2 separate regions of the Pan paniscus genome follow, and region 1 is linked to region 2. A link is a contact called in public Hi-C data. All regions are on one chromosome and are shown on one strand. The core of a region is the stretch at or near the end of the contact, and the rest is flanking DNA. Distances in the headings are between cores, read along the strand shown.

The links. Hi-C and Micro-C count contacts between places; a contact is called where the count stands out from the background.
Region 1: a Hi-C map of induced pluripotent stem cells shows a contact between it and region 2, with 7 times the contacts expected there. The contact joins the promoter of AIPL1 here to the promoter of NLRP1 in region 2. A contact is called at or near these places in 2 of 3 Hi-C or Micro-C datasets (fibroblasts and induced pluripotent stem cells).

Annotation. Positions count from the first base shown.
Region 1 is chr19:14,033,885-14,038,789 of NHGRI_mPanPan1-v2.0_pri, reverse strand. It overlaps AIPL1 (aryl hydrocarbon receptor interacting protein like 1), which reads left to right and starts at 2,641. Exons shown (of 6, transcript NM_001279229.1): 1 at 2,641-2,736; 2 at 3,650-3,829. The coding sequence starts at 2,641.
Region 2 is chr19:13,192,832-13,197,560 of NHGRI_mPanPan1-v2.0_pri, reverse strand. It overlaps NLRP1 (NLR family pyrin domain containing 1), which reads left to right and starts at 2,780. Exons shown (of 15, transcript XM_063598918.1): 1 at 2,780-3,838; 2 at 4,674-4,729. The coding sequence starts at 3,568.

The sequences.
Region 1 (4,905 bases), core at 1,392-3,891, 840 kb before region 2:
AGGGCCCAGGGGATTGGTTTGAGCAGGTGTGTCATTTACAAACCCCGCAAAACACCTGGCCTTCCCACCTTAGTCCTTTAATATGCAAATGTGGGTTGCTATGATGTTCTGAACACAAGGTGTTATCTGGAGGTGGCCACGACACTCGGTACACCTGGTGACAGGGAAAAGACAGCAGGAATCGCCATATGAGTGAACCCAGTTTCTAATGGCCAGCATTTGCATATCAAGGTTTGCCAGCCTGGCCCTTTAAGCAGCCTTTTCTGTTAGAAAAGAGATGGTTTGGGGGCTTGTTTTTTATTGCAGGAAAATTTCCACCAAGAACCTTTACCCTTACTATCTGCCTAAAAAGTATTTCTTAGTAATTCCTGTATTAGTTTTACTAAGTATCCATTTTACCTATGCATGCAGACCTCTCTAGGTTGCCGTGTGGCTGGAGAAAGGATGGAAGAGAGAAGGGGAAGGTTTTCAGCAGCCTTCTGCCTTCCAGGGATGGAGACTGGACCCTTGGGGATCTGGCCAGGATTCCCCGGCCCTGACCAGTTGGCCCAGGTTTGGTCTCCTCTATACCAATGGCTCCTCATGGGAAGCAAGACTTTCATGAGTGCTGGATTTCAGGGTGCCATTCACTGCTGCAGCCCTCCCAACTTCCCCTGAGAAGGAGCAGGAGAGGTCAATTTTCTCCTTTCAGTTGGGAAAATGCAGTTAGAGAAAACGAGAGACATCCAAGGCAACAAGGTCAGTAAATAGGAAAGGATCAGCCCTTTGAACTTAGCTGTATCTGGCTCAGTCCAGTTTTCTTCTTCTTCTTCCTTCTTCTTCCCTCTTCCCTCCTCCTCCTCCTCTTCCTCCTCCTCCTCCTCTTCCTTCTCCTTCTTCTTCTTCTTCTGACAGTCTCACTCTATGCCCCAGGCTGGAGTGCAGCAGCATGATCTTGGTGCACAGCAACCTTCATCTCCTGGATTCAAGCGATTCTCCTGCCTCAACCTCCTGAGTAGCTGGGATTACAGGTGCCCACCACCACATCCGACTAAGTTTTGTAATTTTAGTAGAGATGGGGATTCATCATGTTGGCCAGGCTGGTCTCTAACTCCTGATCTGAGGTGATCCACCTGCCTTGGCTCCCAAAGTCCTAGGATTACAGCCATGAGCCACTGCGCCCAGCCTAGTCTAGCATTTTTTGTTTTGTTTTGTTTTTTTGAGACAGAGTCTCGCTGTGTTGCTCAGGCTGGAGTGCAGTGGCACGGTCTCAGCTCACTGCAACCTCCGCCTCCAGGGTTCAAGCGAGGCTCCTGCCTCAGCCTCCTGAGTAGCTGGGATTACAGGTGCGCACCACCATGCCTGGGTAATTTTTGTATTTTTAGTACAGACTACTAAAAATACAAAACTCCTGACCTCAGGTGATCCACCTACTTCAGCCTCCTTAGTCCCGTGTTTTTCTCTCTCCCTGTAGCAGAGTCCTGCACCCCTTCCCTCTGCAACCAGTGAGCCTGGTGTCAGGAAGAGAATGGTTTTGTGGAGCTGAGTCCAGCGCCCTCAGGGTGCGGAGGTGTAGGAGCTTGAACTGGCCACACGGTGGTGCCAAACACCAGGTCTTCGCATTTATGTTTCCCAGCCCTTCTGGGCGTCCCTGATGCCCTCAATAAACTCTGCCTGGTTCCCAGGGCACAGGGCTAAGGGCCTCCAAAGGGGAGGGGAGGGGAGGGGAGGGGAGGGGATACCCACCCTTCCCCCAGCCAGACCTTGCAGGGGAGGCAGGAGCGGGGCTGCGGAGGGCGCCTCAACTTTACCCAAACCCACCCCGCCTTTCGTTCTCCGTCTTCCTTCCCTCCCAAGCCAGAAACCTGTCGCCTCTTCCCTTGGGCCACCATCGCAGGGCCTCCTGAAGGCAGATTCTGGGCAGGGGAGGGGGAACAGGGAAAGTAGGAAGGTGGCTGGATGGCAAAGGGCAGCTGCCACCCCGGCTGGCCTGGGGTCCTCGGGGACTTAGAGTCTGGGCCCAGCCCATGCCTCCCCTCCTTTTCCCCTTCAGTGGCCTCCAGGCCTCTCTCCACATCGCCAGGCTGGAGTGCAGTGGCGCTATCTCGGCTCACTGCAACCTCCGCCTCCCGGGTTCAAGTGATTCTCCTGCTTCAGCCTCCCGAGTAGCTGGAACTACAGGCGCCCGCCACCACCCCCGGCTAATTTTTGTATTTTTCGTAGTGATGGGGTTTCACCATATTAGCCAGGATGGTCTCTATCTCTTGACCTCGTGATCTGCCCGCCTCGGCCTCCCAAAGTGCTGGGATTACAGGCGTGAGCCACCGTGCCTGGTCCCCTGTCTTCTTTAAGAAAGCTCAGCGGACCTTTTTCCTTCTTGGGGTGGAACAAAAAGCCAAATCTAGCACAACCCTGGGCAGGGGCCCAGAATCACTGGAAGCAAAGGTGGATGGGATAGGAGGCGAGGCTGCCTGTGGACCACAGGCCCGGCCCGAGTGGCTCTGATGAGAAGCCGGGGCGCCTAGGTCACCGCCCCCACCGTCTGCCCTTCCCCCCACTCCTCCTGGCTGGGTAAATCCCAGAGTCTCAGCCGCCTAAGGGTCTTCCCCGGAGGTGAGATTATCTCCGCCTGTGCTGGACACCTCCCTTTCTCCTGCAGCCATGGATGCCGCTCTGCTCCTGAACGTGGAAGGGGTCAAGAAAACCATTCTGCACGGGGGCACGGGCGAGCTCCCAAACTTCATCACCGGATCCCGAGTGAGTGGGGCCCCTCCGGAGCAGACAGGGTCCCCCACAGCAGCCTTCAACATTCCAGGTGTGCCCCAAGGCACTGTAAACAGCTTTCAGCTGTGCCAAAAAAACAGCCAGGCAGCCCCAGCGCTGGGCCTCCGGGAAGCTCCCAGCGTTTACCCCATTCAGGGGGCATTTTTGGTACTTTGCAGATTCAACTTTAGCATGGGCTGAGGGGAAGGGCTTTTGGGAATTTTCTGGAGCCCTAAATGTTGACTGAGAAGAAAGGGAGTCCGAGGGTTCTTGGTATTTGTCCCCAAATGTCTGTTGGGCTTCCCTGGACTGAAGGGTGCATCTGTGGCTACAGAATTCGGGCTTTGGCCAGGCGAGGCGGCTCCTGCCTGTAATCCCAGCACTTTGGGAGGCCAAGATGGGCGGATCATGAGGTCAAGAGTTCGAGACCAGCCTGACCAACATGTGAAACCCCGTCTCTACTGAAAACACAAAAATTAGCCAGATGTGCTGGGCGCCTGTAATCCCAGTTCAGATACTCAGGAGACTGAGGCAGGAGAATCACTTGAGCCCAGGAGGTGGAGGTTGCAGTGAGCCGAGATCATACCACTGCACTCCAACCTGGGCAACACAGTGAGACTCTGTCTCAAAAAAAAAAAAAAAAAAAAAAGAACTCGGGTTTCTTTGAGGAAGGATTTCTGGACGCACAGGGCTGTGGGGAGTGGAATGGGGTCTGTAGGGAGGGGTGGGTCCCTCCTCCCTGGGGGGTGCAGGCAGGGTGGAGGTGCTCCAGGGGTCTGAGGCATCTGATGGGATGAACTGAGTGAGCTGACCCTGGGGACAGCCCTGGGTGTCGGTGGCAAGGGGGTGGCTTCTGCCGGGCCTTGAACGGTGTGTCTAGAGCAGAGTGCACCGTCTCGGTGACCAGGTGATCTTTCATTTCCGCACCATGAAATGTGATGAGGAGCGGACAGTCATTGACGACAGCCGGCAGGTGGGCCAGCCCATGCACATCATCATCGGAAACATGTTCAAGCTCGAGGTCTGGGAGATCCTGCTTACCTCCATGCGGGTGCACGAGGTGGCCGAGTTCTGGTGCGATACCATCGTAAGTAGGCCCTGCGCGCCTGTCTCCTGGGACTAGTCTTTTCTGGGCTCACCCACCCACTTTGCGGGGCTGTTGTGTTTCGGGAAAGCTGGGACTCAAGCAAAGCTTTGCAAAGCCAGTCCTGCAACCTTATTCCCCACCGCTGTGCATGTGAAGATGGAGGGAACAAGGGCTGGAAGGGGTGACCCATGCTGTGGCTGGCTGGTGGGGAGCAGGGCTATGCCCAGCAGGAGTGAGCTGGCCCACTTCACAGTCCTCACATTTGTGTGTGTGTGTGTGTGTGTGAGAGAGAGAGAGAGAGAGATAGGGTCTCGCTCTGTCACCCAGGCTGGAGTGCAGTAGCGTAATTATGGCTCACTGCAGCCTCAACTTCCCGGGCTCAGGTGATCCTCCCACTTCAGCCTTCCAAGTAGTTGGGACTACAGGCGCACCACCACACCTCATTTTTGTATTTTTTGTAGAGACAGAGTTTTGCCACGTTGGCCAGGCTGGTCCTAAACTCTTGGGCTTAAGCAATCCTCCTGTCTCGGCCTCCCAGAGTGCTGGAATTATAGGCATGAGCCATCTTGCCCGGCTAAGTCCTTGCTTTTTATACAGCATGATTAGACCTGGAGATTTTATACAGCATGATTAGAGCAGCACTGGTCACTTTTTTGCCCTCCTCCTCACATTGCAGGTTTGCCCTCCTATTTATGGCACTCCGTAAATTACTCCTATAAGTTAGCTTCCTTGCCTTATGGCAAAACTCACTGACCTTTAGGCAACGTTTCTTATGGGAACTTTCAAACATATACAAAAATCAACAGAAAGAATAATGAACTTACGAGTACCTGTCACCCAGTGCCGGCCACCATCAACCCGCGGCTGGTCTTGCTTCATCTCCCAACCCACCCACTTCCCTTCCTTGTCCTGCGTGGTTAAACCAAATGCCAGACACCGTATCATTTCATCTGTAAATACTAAAATTTGTATCTCTAAAATATGAGGATATCCCAGCACTTTGGGAGACTGAGGCGGGCAGATCACGACGTCAGGAGTTCGAGACCAGCCTGACCAACATGGTGAAACCCCGTCTC
Region 2 (4,729 bases), core at 1,531-4,030:
GACATTGTGGGCCAGGCACTGATTTAGGCATAGCGGATACAACAGCGAACAAAACAAGCCAAGTCCTGTCTCCAGGGACCTAACATCCTATTGGCAGGAGGGGGTGACAGAAGGTAAACAAATAAACAAGTCTGTAACGTCAGGCAGTAATAAATGTCATGCGGAAAAATGAAGCACGGAATGGAGGAATTCTACTTTACAGAAGGTTGGATAGCACACCTCTGAATATCTGGGGAAACCATTCCAAGACAATGGAAAGACTAGTGCAAAGGCCCTGGAGTGAGAGTATTCTTGGTGTATTCAAGGAACAGGGAAAAGACTAAGAGGATCCAGTGAGGGAGGGGGATAGGGTAGGATATAATGCCGGAGAGATATCAGGGGCTAGATCATGCAGCCCCCGGGAACCATTGGGAGGACCCTGGGAGATTTGGGGAGTTGTTGTTGTTGTTTGGTTTGGTTTGGTTTGGTTTGAGACTGTGTTTCACTCTTGTCACCCAGGCTGGAGTGCAATGGTGCAATCTCAGCTCACTGCAATCTCTGCCTCCCAGGTTCAAGCAATTCTCCTGCCTCAGCCTCCTGAAGGAATACGGCGTGCGCCACCACACCCGGATAATTTTTTTTGTATTATAATTATTAGAGATGGGATTTCACCATGTTAGCCAGGCTGGTCTTGAACTCCTGGCCTCAGGTGATTTGCCCGCCTCAGCCTCCCAAAGTGCTGAGACTACAGGCATGAGCCACTGTACCTGGCCGGATTTGGGAAGTTTTTTAATATTATGTCATAGGGACAGGGTCTTGCCATGTTTCCCAGACTGGTCTTGAACTCCTGGCCTCAAGCGATCCTCCCACCTCAGCCTCCCAAAGTGCTGGGATTACAGGCACGAGTCACCACACCTTTGGTTGGACTTTGGTTTTTACTCAGAGTGAGATGGAGTATGGGAAAGTTTTGAGCTGAGAAGTGACCTGACCTAATTTATGCTTTAAGTGGATAATTCTGGCTTCTAGACTGAGAGTAGACAGTAAAGGGGCAGCATCAGCATGGGTGGAGAACATGTGGAAGGCTAGCACAGTGATCCCAGTAAGAGACGACTGAAGGCTGGACCAGCAGCCCCAGTGGGCGTGGTGGGAAGGGTCAGGTTTCTGATCTATTTAACAGGTTGAGTGGATCTCCAGCGGCCAGTGATTTAATGAATTATGCCTATGAAGTGAAACCTCCAAGAAAACCCCACAGTCTTGTTTGTTTGGGGTTTGGAGAGCTTCCAGGTTAGTGAAGCAGGGAGGGGCAGGGAGAGTAGGGTGCCCGGGAGGGCAAGGAAGCGCTGTGCCCCTCCCCCACCCACACCTGGACCTCGGCATCTCTTCCGTTGGGCTATTCCTGAGTCGTATCCTCCATCATGAACCGATAATAATAAATAAAGTGCTTTTCTCAGTCCTGTGAGTCATTTCAGCAAATTATTGAACCTGCCGGGGACTGTGGGAACCCTTGAATTTGTCACCAAGTCAGACAGAGATGCCAGTGGTCTGGGCACCCCATTTGCAACTGGCATCTGATATGAGGCCAGCTCTTCACTGAAACCCTAAACCTGTGGGGTTTGATGCCGACTCCAGGCAGTCAGTGTCAGAATTGCACTGTAGGACACCAGTTGGTGTCTAGAGAGTTGGTGCCAGAACTGGCTGGTGTGAGGAGGAAAAAAAGCCCACACAGCCCTCCTCCAGGCCATTCCTCCCGCTACATGGAGTCTCACGGTCCTTCACGGAGTGCTCAGAGCCTCCCGATCATCCCGCTTTTAGCACAGCACTTTTCCACTTCTGGTCAATCTGATATTAGAATGTCCTACAATGTGCTTATTAGCCATTTTTTAAAACTAACATTTATAAAATTTATTTAGGCCAGGCACGGAGGCTCACACCTATAATCCCAACATTTCGGGAGGCCGAAGTGGGCAGATCACCTCGGATCAGCCTGGCTAACATGGTGAAACCCCATCTCTACTAAAAATACAAAAAAATTAGCCAGGCGTGGTGGTGAGTGACTGTAATCCCAACTGCCCAGGAAGCTGGGCTGAGGCAGGAGAATCGCTGGAACCCAGGAGGTGGAGGGAGCTTGCAGTGAGCCGAGATCTTGCCACTGCACTCCAGCCTGGGCAAGAGAGAGAGACTCTAAGACCTTTTGCTGAATTGAAGCCTCTTGGTAAACCTATGATGTCCCATTTAATAGATGGGCAAACTGAGGCTCAAAGAAATAAATCAGGCACATAAGGAATCCTTGTCCAAGCAAGCCGTGGGTTGAAGCCTGGGCTCTGCCAGTCCAAGTGAAACCAAAGCATCTCCAGAAATTCCTGGTGGTGTGTTACATCAGCAAATGAGTAGGTAATGTCATTCCTCAACCTGAAGTCATTGGCATCTTGCAGATTCCACGAAAGAGGAAGTCTGCACCTGGCTCCCCGAGGCCTGCTTGCAGGAATGAGGAAGGGGCTGTTCTGCTTTCAGGTGGAAATGTTCACCAGCTAAGTGCTGGGCTGCCCAGAAGGCAAACAGCCCCCTGGGCCTGGGACACATGCTTTAGTGCCCCTGGTAGCATGGCAGGACATGCAGTGCAACTCAAGAAGCTCCCAAAACCATGAGAGGCTGGGAAAAATGTTCCCTGGCCCAGTTCTGATGTTTCCCAATAAGGAGCTGCCCAGGCAGACACAGGGGGCCCCACCCATCCTGAGAGGCTGGGCCTGGGCTGCAGACACAACTGCTTGGAGAGTCTGCATCCTGGCTCTGCAGACAGGCTGTAGATGATGGGCTGGCGGAGTGCCCATGTGGAGGTGCACACACCGTGTTCAGTATGGGCCTGTACCTGCTGCAGCGTCAGCTGGTCTGGGCCTGTGCTCCTGGTCCGCCTATAGATGCCATGTGGCCCATCTGAATCTGTGACTCTCAGTCTGGCCTACCCAGGCCTGGTTTGATCCTACCCCCTGGCCACGCCCCTTGTGGGTTTCCTCTGGGTGACGTTTCCTTCCTGCTCTTGTTGACTAGGCGCTGTTCTTGCTGGCTGGTGCCCCAGGGCCTGGAGAGGTCTGAAGAAACCTGGGAGCCAGCAGCCCTGGGCTCCGCTCTGGGTTCTGAAAGCCCATTCCATGCTCTGCGGCTCCTCCCACCCCACCTCTTCTCAGCCTTGCAGCTCAAGGGTTGATCTCAGGAGTCCAGGACCCAGGAGAGGGAAGAATCTGAGGAACACAGAACAGTGAGCGTTGCCCACACCCCATCTCCCGTCACCACATCTCCCCTCACCCTCACCCTCCCTGCCTGGCCCTGGACCCCATCCCAGGACCTCCCTATCAGCTGACTTCTTCCAGTGTCTCGCAGGCCCCTCTGGGCTCCTCCTTCCCCTGGCTTTTCCTACCACTCCCCCTCTATCGGCGTCTATCTGTAGGTGCCCTGGGATTTATAAAACTGGGTTCTGAATGCTGAATAAGAGACGGTAAGAGCCAAGGCAAAGGACAGCACTGTTCTCTGCCTGCCTGATACCCTCACCACCTGGGAACATCCCCCAGACACCCCCTTAACTCCGGGACAGAGATGGCTGGCGGAGCCTGGGGCCGCCTGGCCTGTTACTTGGAGTTCCTGAAGAAGGAGGAGCTGAAGGAGTTCCAGCTTCTGCTCGCCAATAAAGCACACTCCAGGAGCTCTTCGGGTGAGACACCCGCTCAGCCAGAGAAGACGAGTGGCATGGAGGTGGCCTCGTACTTGGTGGCTCAGTATGGGGAGCAGCGGGCCTGGGACCTAACCCTCCATACCTGGGAGCAGATGGGGCTGAGGTCACTGTGCACCCAAGCCCAGGAAGGGGCAGGTGAGTGGACAGAGGACCCCACTGCCCGCAGGACATCCCCTGGCCCTCATGCCTGCCCTGCCCTCTTGGGACCCCACCACTGAGCCCTCCCTGCCAGGCCTTCCTCTGAGCAGTGACACGGAACTGCCCTCTCAAAGGGGGATCCAGGCCCCAGACTACGCTGGAGCCAGGAGGCTTGCTGGGGGGCCCCTGCTGCACCTCAGAGCCCCACACCCTCTTCTATTCAAGTGCATTCCCGGTACTCGCCTGGCATTGTAGTTATGAGCACGGACTTGGGAGTCAGGCACTATCACCAGTCCTGGCACTATCACCCTGGGCCAATCACTTCACTGCTCTCTGCCTATTTCTCTGTCTGCAAAATGGGAGAGTGAGAGCCCGCCTCCCTGGGCTGTGTGAGGGTTAAAAGAGATCATCCAGGTTAAACATTTAGCACAGAGTCTGATATACAGTAAGTGCTCAATAAATAAGATCTCCCATTGCTGTTGTTGCTGCTGCTGCTGCTGCTGTTATTATTACTATTAGCCACCCTGGGTTGCAGATGCCGTTGGCCCAATAAAGCACAGCTGAGGCTCAGTAGGAGTAGTGATTTACACAGGGAGATAGAACCAAGACAGATATGCAAATTTCCTGATCCTAGATCAGGATTTTTTTGCCTAGCAGTATCTATAAGAACATCATTCTTCAGACAAGCCTCTAGAGGAAGTTGTAGAGGGCTGCAGCGGGTTCACTGGTGTATCCTGACCTCTCTTGGTTGAGAGAGGAGACCAGCTCAGTTCCCTGGCACCTGCCCCTGCCCCTCTGATGTGTCTCCAACCTCTTTGTCTCTTTCCTGTAGGCCACTCTCCCTCATTCCCCTACAGCCCAAGTGAACCCCACCTGGGGTCTCCCAGC